Regions from separate parts of the Mus musculus genome. Here all the other regions are linked to region 1. A link is a contact called in public Hi-C and HiChIP or PLAC-seq data. All regions are on one chromosome and are shown on one strand. The core of a region is the stretch at or near the end of the contact, and the rest is flanking DNA. Distances in the headings are between cores, read along the strand shown.

The links. Hi-C and Micro-C count contacts between places; a contact is called where the count stands out from the background. HiChIP or PLAC-seq counts read pairs in DNA pulled down with a chosen protein or histone mark.
Region 2: a contact with region 1 is called in a Hi-C map of cerebellum, with 2.2 times the contacts expected there. The contact joins the enhancer-like site here to the promoter of Erbb4 in region 1. A contact is called at or near these places in 5 of 39 promoter capture datasets (cranial neural crest, embryonic stem cells, hippocampal neurons and 1 more), 4 of 484 Hi-C or Micro-C datasets (cerebellar granule neurons, cerebellum and embryonic stem cells), 12 of 115 datasets of contacts at active chromatin or transcription factors (cardiomyocytes, embryonic basal ganglia, embryonic hindbrain and 6 more) and 1 of 9 other capture datasets (embryonic stem cells).
Region 3: a contact with region 1 is called in an H3K4me3 HiChIP or PLAC-seq map of neural progenitor cells, with 34 read pairs. The contact joins the enhancer-like site here to the promoter of Erbb4 in region 1. A contact is called at or near these places in 2 of 39 promoter capture datasets (both in liver), 11 of 484 Hi-C or Micro-C datasets (the HL-1 cell line, the Patski cell line, Sertoli cells and 7 more), 13 of 115 datasets of contacts at active chromatin or transcription factors (astrocytes, cardiomyocytes, embryonic hindbrain and 8 more) and 1 of 9 other capture datasets (embryonic stem cells).
Region 4: a Hi-C map of cerebellum shows a contact between it and region 1, with 2.2 times the contacts expected there. The contact joins the enhancer-like site here to the promoter of Erbb4 in region 1. A contact is called at or near these places in 2 of 39 promoter capture datasets (liver and pre-B cells), 3 of 484 Hi-C or Micro-C datasets (cerebellar granule neurons and cerebellum) and 6 of 115 datasets of contacts at active chromatin or transcription factors (heart atrium, hepatocytes, kidney and 3 more).

The regions. Positions count from the first base shown.
Region 1 is chr1:69,106,572-69,109,400 of GRCm38.p6, forward strand. Erbb4 (erb-b2 receptor tyrosine kinase 4) reads right to left here and starts at 1,488. Exons shown (of 27, transcript NM_010154.2): 1 at 1,104-1,488. The coding sequence starts at 1,185.
Region 2 is chr1:68,747,826-68,750,654 of GRCm38.p6, forward strand. All of the region lies in intron 1 of Erbb4 (erb-b2 receptor tyrosine kinase 4), which reads right to left. Among named protein-coding and RNA genes, the nearest start is that of Gm51744, 210 kb to the right of the region's middle. Within about 2 kb of position 1,391, at least 7 of the 459 cell types and tissues checked have an H3K27ac peak or open chromatin away from gene starts, as enhancers often do. A contact at or near this core is called in cerebellum, embryonic basal ganglia and neural tube, where this site is marked.
Region 3 is chr1:68,778,810-68,781,638 of GRCm38.p6, forward strand. All of the region lies in intron 1 of Erbb4 (erb-b2 receptor tyrosine kinase 4), which reads right to left. Among named protein-coding and RNA genes, the nearest start is that of Gm51744, 180 kb to the right of the region's middle. Within about 2 kb of position 1,467, at least 31 of the 459 cell types and tissues checked have an H3K27ac peak or open chromatin away from gene starts, as enhancers often do. A contact at or near this core is called in Sertoli cells, neural progenitor cells and stem cell-derived neural progenitor cells, where this site is marked.
Region 4 is chr1:68,830,864-68,833,692 of GRCm38.p6, forward strand. The region is part of intron 1 of Erbb4 (erb-b2 receptor tyrosine kinase 4); the gene reads right to left. Among named protein-coding and RNA genes, the nearest start is that of Gm51744, 120 kb to the right of the region's middle. Within about 2 kb of position 1,443, at least 3 of the 459 cell types and tissues checked have an H3K27ac peak or open chromatin away from gene starts, as enhancers often do. A contact at or near this core is called in cerebellum, where this site is marked.

The DNA of each region.
Region 1 (2,829 bases), core at 238-2,737:
GTCAATTAGTCCTTTTTCTGTCCAAATACCTGGGGCTTGGGCGATCCAGCCAACAGTGGCAGCGCTCAGGACGCCGCCACCCGGCCCGCCTCGGGCTAAGTCAGTGAGCGCCACCCGCGAGCTCTGCAGCCCGGCAGGGCAGTAAACAGAAGTTTAGGCCAACCCCAAGTTGCACTACTGGAAGAACTCTTCCCAGAGCCAAGTCCAGCATGGGGAGGGAAGGCCGAGCTCTGGACTCAGTATGCCAGGCTCTTTTAGAGAGAGAGAGAGAGAGAGAGAGAGAGAGAGAGAGAGAGAGAGAGAGAGAGAGAGAGAGAGAGAGAGAGAGAGAGAGAGAGAGATCATGCTGGCTGAAGAGTCGCACGCCCAACACACACACACACACACACCCTCTTTCTCGCCCCAAGTCAATCTCAAGACAGCCTAGAGATGCCAACTAAGAAGGCCCAGAGTCCCTGGCCCCCGGCCGAGGCGCGCACCCGGTGCGCTCCAGCTGCCCGGATAGGGCTGGGCGTCCGGTGTGACCCCGCAGGCTACTGGAGACTCGGGCCAGGGACCCTGCGCCAGCATGCTCAGGTGCCAAGCCCGGCTCCCCGGCCGCGCTCCGCCGCAGCCCTGCACCCCGGGGAAGGCCAGCCAGGCTCAGCTCAGGAACCTCCTGGCAGCCCGAAGAGGTGCAGCGATTCTCCGGTTTGGTTTGATTCCCCCCCCCCCCCTTCCCAGCTCGAGAAGGAGGGAACCTCCACTGACGGGCTCAGGTCTCCCACGCCCCGAACAACGGGCGCCACCAGAAGCGATCCCGCTTAGGCTCCCAGAAAACGCGCGAGAAAGAAAGAAGGGGGCTAAAGAGAGGGCGAGAGGGGGGACAATAATATAGAGGGTGGCAGGAAAGCGAAGTCATTTGTAGCATCAATTAAAAACACACGCACGCACACACAAAGGTAAGTTTGGGATGGAGCTAGGGGCGACCCAAGGCAGAAGCCCGGTCCCTAGGGTCCCTGGAGCCTAAGGGTGACAGAGGGGCGAGGGAGAAGGGAAACACCGGAGGCAGTGGCGGGTTCAACAGCTGGAGCGCGACCGGGAACCGCGAGACCGCGACCCACCTGACTGAGAAGCGCTGGGCTGGACGGTCCCCGCTGCCATCAGAAGGCTCCCCCAGACCCAGAGTCCCGTCGCCAGCTTCATTTTTGGCAAGTCTCAGATCCCGCGCTGACAATTACATGTCCAAATACCATAGCCACTTGCGAGCACGCGGAGGAGATCTCCCCCCCTCAGCCGGGAGCGCGTGGGGGGCGCAAGGGGGGCGGGCGCGGCGCGCTTGGTGCACGGGCTTCCCGGGGCCGGAGAGCCAGTCGGCGACGGCGGCGGCTTCCAGGACCCGTGGACCCGCGGACCCGGCAAGGGGCCGCGGAGGAGGGCGCGCGGGTGGGAGTGAGCGCGACTGTGCGGCTGGTGCTCCGAGCACAACGTACAGCTAGTTCCCGGAGTGATCCTCCGCTCGCTCGTTCCCTCCTCACTTTCTCGCTCGCTCGCTCGCTCTCCTCACTGGTTGGTCAACAATAAAAAGAAAGAGGGAATAAAGGCTTCCAAAAAAAGTTGATTGCAAAGAGGCGGCGGGGTTCCGGCCTCTCCCCCCAAAACCGGGCTATGTTCAGCTCTCTCTTCAGTCTCCTTGCACCTCCTGTCCAAATCTGGAGGGAAAAGGAGGGGGTGTTGCTTCTTTGCTTCTCCCCGATCCTGTCCCCCTTTTTTTCCACTGTCAGCTTTCCTCACACTTGTCCAGCCATTGCAGTAATTAAAGCTCCGAACGTCATTTCCAACGCTCCGCGGTCTCCAGCCGCAGCCCCACAGAGAAATTAATAAGAGTCAGAAGAAAGATTTTTGAAAAAGAAAAGAAAAGAAAAGAAAGAAAAAAAAGAGGGGAGTGGGGGGTGGGAATCAAACAACCCTCCACACAACCAGCCAGGCTTTCCTCCGCTGCGCAAGCCCCGCCCCTGCTCTGACCCATGTAGCCACGCCCTCCCCCTAAGGAGAAATCTTATTGGCTCAGACACTCCCCAAAATCCTCTGCCTCTAGAGTTGGAAAAACACCTGTCAGACAGTGGGAGCAGCAGGGTCATGGTAGGAGCTTGGGGAAGCAGGATCTGAGAAGCTCAGTGGAGACCACTGTCTGAAACGCTCCCCTTGGGGCTGCCCCGGCAGAGGCCCTGGACAGCTGGCCCGCTGAGTAGTCAGTCCACCAGAAGGAATGCTTGCTGAACGAATTTTTTGACACAAGAACAGGGCATTTTCTTTATTGCTCCAAGGTGTCAGTCCATACACAGAACCTTCCCTAGAAATAGAAAGTCAACGTTGCTTTGGGAATAAAATATCTTTGTCCCTCGCCATCACCCAGAATATTCCATACTTAGCATACTTAGTACTTTAGAATGGATATTGTAGGTAGCTGGTAGCCTCGCAGGTAAGATGAAATCTTCCAATAGTTTTTTTTTTCCAAATAAGCCATCTCTCCCACCTTCCCAAGATGACATTGGGCCAAACTTAAAAATCCATATTTGTGAAACCACATTCTTTGATTCTGAAATTATGCAAACTCTCTCGTCTGTGCTGTTCGGTCTGAAGGTGTTTAGGAGGTGAGATCTTAGCTGACCTTCGAGCCGTTAGGGCCACGCCATAGCAGGGCCAGCTTGAGGCCCTGCACTTGCCCTCTTTGCAGGGTGTGTGCTTCCAAGGTCATCAACCGCTGTACGACTAAGTTTCTCTAAGTCTAAAATGCCCTGGAAGGGATTACTGTAGTCTGAGAGGCCACAGGTCTAAAACTGCTCTATG
Region 2 (2,829 bases), core at 141-2,640, 360 kb before region 1:
CATTGAATACGGCCAAATCTGTTACCTCGGCTACTGTGGTCATTTGACCCAAGCTGCGTCTCTCTCTGTTCTGCACTTAGACTGCAGCCTAACTGATATCTAGAGTTTCTCTATGATTCTAAAATTCATCCTTCACTTCTCCATACAGGGAACAATATACTCTTTAAAATAAACTATCCTCGTCATCTTTCTACTAAAACAAAATTCTTGTTCTCTAATCACAGACCTTCTTAACATGGTCTCAAAGAATTTTACACCTTATTTCATAATAAAAGACTTTCAAAACATTTGCACATGAGAGAGAGGGGGGAGAGGGGGGAGAGGAGAGGAGAGGGAAGGGGAGGGAAGGGGAGGGGAGGGGAGGGGAGAGGGAGAGGGAGAGGGAGAGGGAGAGAGACTTATTTACTGAGCTATGCATGCAGGTTTTTTTTTAATATTTCCCTCTGTCTCTGTCTCTCTGTCTCTCTGTCTCTGTCTCTGTCTCTCTGTCTCTCTCTGTCTCTCTGTCTGTCTGTCTCTCTCTCTCTCTCTCTCTCTCTCTCTCTGTGTGTGTGTGTGTGTGTGTGTGTGTGTGTGTGTGTGTGCTTGTGAGTGAATGTACACTCATGTGTGCATGTGTATTACACATATATCAAGGTATCCTGGGAGGCCAGAAGATGGTGTTGTATCCCCAAAGCTGGAGCTACAGGCTGATCCAGATGTGAAGGCTGGAATCCTAACTTTGCTCTTCATAATCAAATGATCTCAATAAGCATTGAGGTATTGCTCCAACCTCTGGGTGATGCGTCTTTAATCTTCTAGCCTAACCGAGTTTTCCTAACACAAATGTTAATCTTTCTAATGTGTCTGTTGGCCATTTTATGTTTCAATCACTAGCTTTGTAACATTTAATGAATTAGAGATGAGTTTAAATGTATGATATGAAACATCAACTATTAATAATAGGGTTGCACATACTGATGTTAACACACTTTAGTTGTCTTCCTGACTTCAAATATATTTGTCCATTTACATTTTACAAAATTTTATATTTTAAAGATAGAAAAGCTAATAGTGATGATTCAATTATTGGAAATAATATTTGTCACCTATATCAGTTTAAATAGTAATATTAACTTCCCATCATCTCTTCAGAGTTCATCCTTGATCCTTTCCTTATGGCTGCCCTCCTCTAAAACACAGACCTAATTTACATTGTAGTATTGTGTTTTCTGTGCAAGTGCTAGGCTCTTAACTTTAATGTAGGTACTGGACTTGACAAGCAATTAAAGCAAACAATTTCCACTCATCAAGGCTTGCCAAATTAGTCATCTGCCATCTGCCCCATCATCTGGTGCTCCTTGAAGTCTTGCTGTGAATCTGGATGCACTTTCTCAGAATCAGAGGGGCAGTGCAAGCCTCCAAGCTGGGGGAGTGCCAGTGGGAGCTAAGTATGTAAACATTAGCAAACATCTTTCTTCCCTAGATCATCCAGCCTTCAACCATCCCCCTGTGTGTAATAAAAACTAGCCTGATCGTGCTGCCTCTTCACTGAGAGACCTTTGCCATCCACTGTAATTAAAGTGGCAGCTTGGGAGACTTTTTGTTCTGTTAGAAATAAATGAAAGAAATATAGATTTAATGTTTTTAATATGTTGCTATGCTCACATTCTAAGGCTTCTATCTTAAGCATCAATAACAACATTCATTAAGAATACACTGTACCATGTCGCTTGCATTAGTGTCAGGCAATATTTCCTTTTCATTCTTTGAATTAGATAAATGTTTATTTGCATAGCAACTCATACGCAGGTTCTAAAGATATTCAGACTCAACACTGACAGGAAACACAAGAAAAAGCAAGAGAAAAACATGCAACTTAAAAATATTTCTTTTATTTTTTGATATTATAGTATGGTTACAACTTCTCCTCTTTCATCTTCCTCCCTCAAATGCTCCTGTGTACCTTGCTTTTTATTTCAAATTCATGTTCTCTTCTTACATTGTTGTTGAAAATGTATATATGCATATATGTCTGTACATGTATATACATTATTTATATACACCTATAAAATATATACATGTATATGTAGATAAATATATGTATGTATATGTGTATGTATGTATATGTGTATATATATGTGTGTATATATATATATATATATATATAACCTGCTCAGTCTATATCATTATATAGATATGATATAGTTATGGAGATCTCTATCATTACTTGTATGCATGTTTTCAGGACTGACAATTTGGTGTTGAAGAATCCATTTGTGTGCTCCTAAACATATTAATTAAAAAACCCATGCCCCTCTTTCTGTAAGAAACTAAAACAGGATTGTATACGTTTAAAAGGTGGCTTTCTACAAGTCAGTAATATACCATGTTGCTAGATGAAATAATCCCAAGCCGAGATACAGGCTCCAGCCAACACATTGTGGCTGTATTTTGTGCCCATTCTAGTTCTGGATCCATTTGCAGAGGATGAACTTGCCTAATTAAAAGTAGAAATCTTAGTTTACCCAAAGTCAAGGCCATCCATCTAAGATGCATGCATATGAGGCAAGGTTGCTTATTCTGGGTGATGTGGTCGTAAGTAAGTAACACCTCTTCCAATCAGTACAAACACTGACAGTGAAGTGAACTCAGCAGACGAGGGGGGACTCCATGGCGTTTTGCCTAAGAACATTTACTGTATCTTCTGAATATTTACATGCAAAATCCAGTCTGGGGCAGCCTTTTAACAAACTAATTTAGACTGTTTTGAAGCAGAGGTTTTCCTTTTATTCATCAAGTAGACAAAAAACACAAAATACTGACATAATATTAACATATACTACATCA
Region 3 (2,829 bases), core at 217-2,716, 330 kb before region 1:
CTAGAGACAGTACCACTACTTCCTGAGATTCATATACATGCATACACATATATACAGACTTGTGCATCCCACATGAACTCACAGACAATACACTCACTTAAACAAACAACAAAATGCAGGAGGATATTTTCCTAAACTATAAACCCTTCACATTAGAAGTTTATGGCTTCAGGAAAGCATTTCTGCCACCATGGTTTCACATGGATAAATTCTACAATTCTTAGAGAATCACAATACTAATCCTTTTCTACAACTTCTTTGTAGACAAGAGAAAACAATGATATGCCCTATACGTTGAGAATGGAAAGATAAGGAAAGAGTTTCTTATTAACCATCTGACTCTAATGTTCTCACCCATTGCACTATATGACAATAAAAATTCACTAAGGAAAAACACATGAACAAAACAAACTTATGTGTTTGCATTGGTGAAGAGTGAAAACTTAGGAATAAAAATTGTTCTATTCATAGAGCCTCATGCCAATAACAATTGACATACAAACTATAAATTCCTCATGATTCTTTGTTTCCACTTTCTTGCATTTCATAAGATGCAATGCCAAATGGTATAATACAGGTCAAAGAGAATTCTTAAATGTGATAAAAAATGTAAGAGTTCACTTATTTTTAGAAAAAAACCCTATAAATTTGCAGAGCAGTAAAAGCTGTATTATATACCATAACATTATTTTATTTTTTTTAAAGGCATTATCTAACATTATGCCACAGACTGACCTGGAACTCACTACATAAACCTGGCTAGTCATAAAATCATGACAATCTTCCTTTCTTAGCCTGCCAAGTGATAGTATTACATATGTGAGAGATCATAACTGGCTACAGATTCCATGGAGCCAAAAACTAGACTTTTACATTATATGCAGTAATGTGTTTGTGGGAAATACAATTATTTATACAGATATTTGTTAAATATACAAAAATATGAATGCTAATTTTATAAGCATTGTATTTCTGTAAGCTGATGACATGACTGCTCCATGGCATAGTTAAGGGAAGGGTTTTTGTTGTATTTGTGAAAGAGAACAGCCAGATCTGTTAAGTGTCCAGAGTAGAGCGAGAAAGAAGTATAATGAACATGACCAGCAGACTGAACATGCCCAGGCCTATCTGTGAGAGAGGGAAGAATAGCAGACAAGAGAGAATAGAGAAAACATGGTGAGAGAAGCAAGAACAGAGCAGAGTGATGAGGAGGGGAAGGAGTATGGGAAGGGAGAGGGAGGGGGTCAGAAACAGAAAGAGAGAAAGACAGCAAGAGCATAAAAGAGTAGTAGAGTTATAAGGAGCCTGTGTAGCTGTGGATAGGGAAATCCATTGAGCTAGAGGGAATTTAGAGCAGTAGTAGGGTGAGGACAGGAGGGAGGCGGGGAATGCTAGAAGGGCTAAATACTAGCAAGGACTTTGGAATGTGTACCAAGTACTTGTGATACTGAGGAAGCCTGGAGACCATCAGGAGCTTTGATATGCTAATAGGCACTCCAGGTAGCCATGTGTCCCTCCTGACACATAGAGGTTACCTAAATGACTCCTTTTTGGTAGAGAGAGCCAGCTTCATTAGTTCCTGAGGAATGCTGGCTTTTATCTAAGTACCAACAATCTACCTATAGTCCAGGATGAGTTCATTTATTGATATATGGACTACCTTGGGAGGTTTCTGTCAGTGGGGTTTCCTTTGAACCTAACGTTAATATTAAGTATAATGTGCAATACAAATGTGGTACTGCCAGTTTGACACAATGTCAATGCAAACTGCAGGTGGCAGATATATCTTTCCAGTGTGCTCCATTTTGAAGCTCCACATTTCCACGGGAGAGAAAGTAACACCGTGATTTACTTTCTGATTTAGTGAATTATGCAATCCATTACTTTGAAATTCAAAAACAACCGTTTTATAGCACCAAGCACACAGTAGCTCTTTGCTAGTTTCACAGGCGTTCTCAAAAGGTTTCTCTTTTTATTTCTTTCTGGTCTGTGAGGGCAGGAATGCCAAACATTCCAGTCTATCAGCAAAAAAAAAAAAAAAAACCAACCTACAAACTAGGCAGGAATTCAGCTGAGCTCATTCTGATGGAATCTCAGAGCTAGAGAATCTCTTACCCATTAGAAAAGAACCAAGATCAATTCTCCAGCAAGGTTATGTCTCTTTCCCCTTTTCTGTCATATTTAACAGCAGTGTTTTGAGACAAACAGGCAGCTTTAGGTATTGTGTAGGTACCCTTCATTCTCAATGACTTTTTTTTCCCTTTTCATTTCTCCACCGATCCCATAACTGTAGTTCGCAGGTCTTTTTCTTTTTATACAATATTAAAATCCAAAAGCTCAGTGCCACCATCAGAATGACTGATGAAAAGGATTTCAAGTTAAACCCAGTACTGCTTTCCATTAAGTTAACTGGTTCACTGCTGTGAAGCCCAGAGGCCTATGCTGGGATTCTATCACACCTTCAACCGAACTCTCAGACTCAGGGATAAAAGATGATGTTCTGCTTTGAAAAGTTTTCAGCAGCCAGTAGATGAACCATAAAGTAATGAAGGGTTTAAGCTGAGCAGTACATGCTGATATAATGTGAAGAGGCATACGAAAACAGCCCTTCATTCAGCACCCAGACTGCTTGCTCCTGGGACTCTATCACAGAAGTCGGTAAGCAAGCCAGACATTATTGCTTTTGTGCAGCTTTCAACCCTTTATGTATGTATGCCATGTTTTCACCATGACGCCTATTTACCTTACACACCAGATATTATTAGATAAAAAAGCTTAATATGTGATATATCCCAGGGGTGAAGTCTTGACTCATGTCTCATGTTGAGT
Region 4 (2,829 bases), core at 193-2,692, 280 kb before region 1:
GCCATGCTGGAAACTGCCCAGAGAATATCCATAGCTAGGATGTGAGAGGGAGCTATTCCAAGCTCAGCTAGAAAGCAGATCTTTGCTTCTCTAACTGCAAGGAGCTGAGCTCTTCCAACAGCCCTAATGAGCTTGGAAGAAGGAAACAACCAATGAGAATGCAGCGCTGGCTGTTAGCTTGGTTCCAGCCTTAGGAGACTCTGATGACAAAGCCTGGCCAGGCTCTTCCTGTGGCTCCAACCCATGGGAGTGACATAATAAATGTATGTGGTTTTGCATCATTATGCCTTGTGATTCATTACAGAACAACAGAAAACAGACACATTCTTGGGGATTCATAGGATGCCCTGAAAATTAGTTTTCTAGTAAGGACAACTGCATGATTTCAAGGAAAGCTACTATTTCTCATTAATTTCTATCTAATATATTTATATCTAATATCTAAAAATATAATACTGATAACATACTTGTTGAATGAAACAGTACCATACTACTTGTGTTAATCTATGTAAATACATTCCACATTACTTTATTCTCTGAAGAACACAAACTTGGTTTTATATCTATAAAATATGTCAGTACAAGAAACAAAAGACAAATCCAAAGTCTTTAATTTTGAAAATTCAGGAATATAACAGCAGAGAAGTTAAAATTCCTACCGAGTTTCACTGCTATATACTCCCTTTGAGCATCTCTCTGTTAAGAATTAATATTAAGGAATCTAATTCCCACATGAACAATGGTAATAATTTCTAAGGAATATTTCCATTTCACTAACTAGTGGTTATAAGTGGCAATACAGAACAATGTGACCTGTCAAACTAATTAGAATGAAGAATCTATATACAGACAGAACTGGCTCAAACCCTGAAAAGAGTATGTTCTTACTCCTCACTACTCATTCACAGAGGGGATATGTTATAATCCCTTCCATATTCATGAGGGATTAATCTACTCTGAAGAAAGCTTTGTAAGTACATGCCCACATCAGTATTTCTTTCAGCTTGTAGATAATCATGGCCTGGAATGGTCACCTTATACATTAAAATCCAATTCCTTTAAGCTGACTGTCCTCAGAACCAATGAACGTTATTACCTGAGCATGATATTCTGCAGAATAGCATAGCAACATAAAAAAAAACCACCCTGTAAGATAAGCAATCAAGTTTTGAACAGTGATGTGTACTGATAACCATGTCCTTACATTTATCTATAATAAGCCAATAGTTATCAGCCAAGAGTTTTGTAAGATTAAAGCTTGTGGACAAGCTGCAGAATTTAAGTAAAATGCAATGATTACTGTTCAAGGGTGGGAAAGGAACAAAACAAAACAAGTCTTGTGGGAGCTAGCCTTGAATGAAAACCAATGTGCACTCACATAGCATAAATAATAATGAGATTTGTCATGATGAGACTGAATGCTTTGGCAACTTGCTGTCAGAGACAGAGCACATTTGTGGATTTGTGCCAGTCAAGCTGAGCTTAAAGGGCATGTCACAATGTTCAGATCATTTTACATTAATGAAAAGAGTACACAAAAGAGAAACAGATATCCCTAAGTCATTTCCAAACTCAGTCAAGCAATGGCAAAACACCCTCTCCCAACTCCAATCCCTTAAACTGCAAGACATTATTTCAACTAGTTTCCCAATATAAAAATATAAATCCCCATTCAAATGCTTACATAAATGATTTCCGTTGCAGATCTTGTTTAATAAATGTCAAGGACGGTGGGAAAAGTGTTACTTTAAGAGAAAAGAAAAGTCAACATATATTTTAATTAAGTTTTCTTAGATAACGCTACTGAGGCTGATTTTAACACTGGAAAGTGAAAATGGCTTCAGAGAGAACTCACACTGGACAAGCCCATTACACTATGATGTATATTAGTGTTTGATATATAGCAGGAGAGGAAATAATTCATGATTAATATCTCATAATTCCAATAGACTAATGAGCCTTCAAGATCTTCTGTGGACACTTGGATTCACATACCCGCTCACCAAGAACATTGGGATGAAGTTATTAGTCTAGTAGTGCTAGGGATTAAAATACTAACAGAGAAAAAAAGCAGATAGTATAGTTTTCTTCCTTTGGAAGCTACATTCTGGAGTGTATAGTTAGACTCCATCTCAAAACAAAACAAAAAATAAATGAAGGAATGGAGGGAGAGAAGGAGAGGGAGGGGTGAGAAAGGATGGAAGGAAGGAAGAAAGGGAGGGAGGGAGGGAGGGAGGGAGGGAGGAAGGAAGGAAGGAAGGAAGGAAGGAAGGAAGGAAGGAAGGAAGGAAGGAAGGAAGGAAGGAAATTTAAGGGGAGAATGACTGGATATTAAAGTAAGAGTAGAAAATGTACCAAGGTAGGTGATGTTGGCAAGATGCAAGATTGGAAATCAAACAAATTTCTAAGAACGCTGTATAGAAAGTACAGTGGTTAGTTCATTTCAGAGTTTCTTTCTAACAGCACTGGTTGGAAACATAGAAATAATGCATGGAACAGGGTAATTCTAATGTCCTTAGAATGATAATTTAGTTAAAGGTGATAAATAATGAAGTCATTTAAATCACAAGTGATTCTGCAATGGAAAAATAAGGAGAGACACTCTATGTGTGTAAGCCCTTGAGATTAGGTGTCTGAATTGGTACACCCTTGGCAGTAACTAGATTGAAAGTGTCTTCCATATTCATGACTCAAGCCACTGGCTCAGCAGACATTCAATAAGAGAGGAAAAGCATGTGAGGAAGGAAGAAACCACAGAAGAGCTTTAAGACCATTTCCTAAAACTCAAATAGAATGCAACTGTCAACAGAAATCAGAATATGGACCATA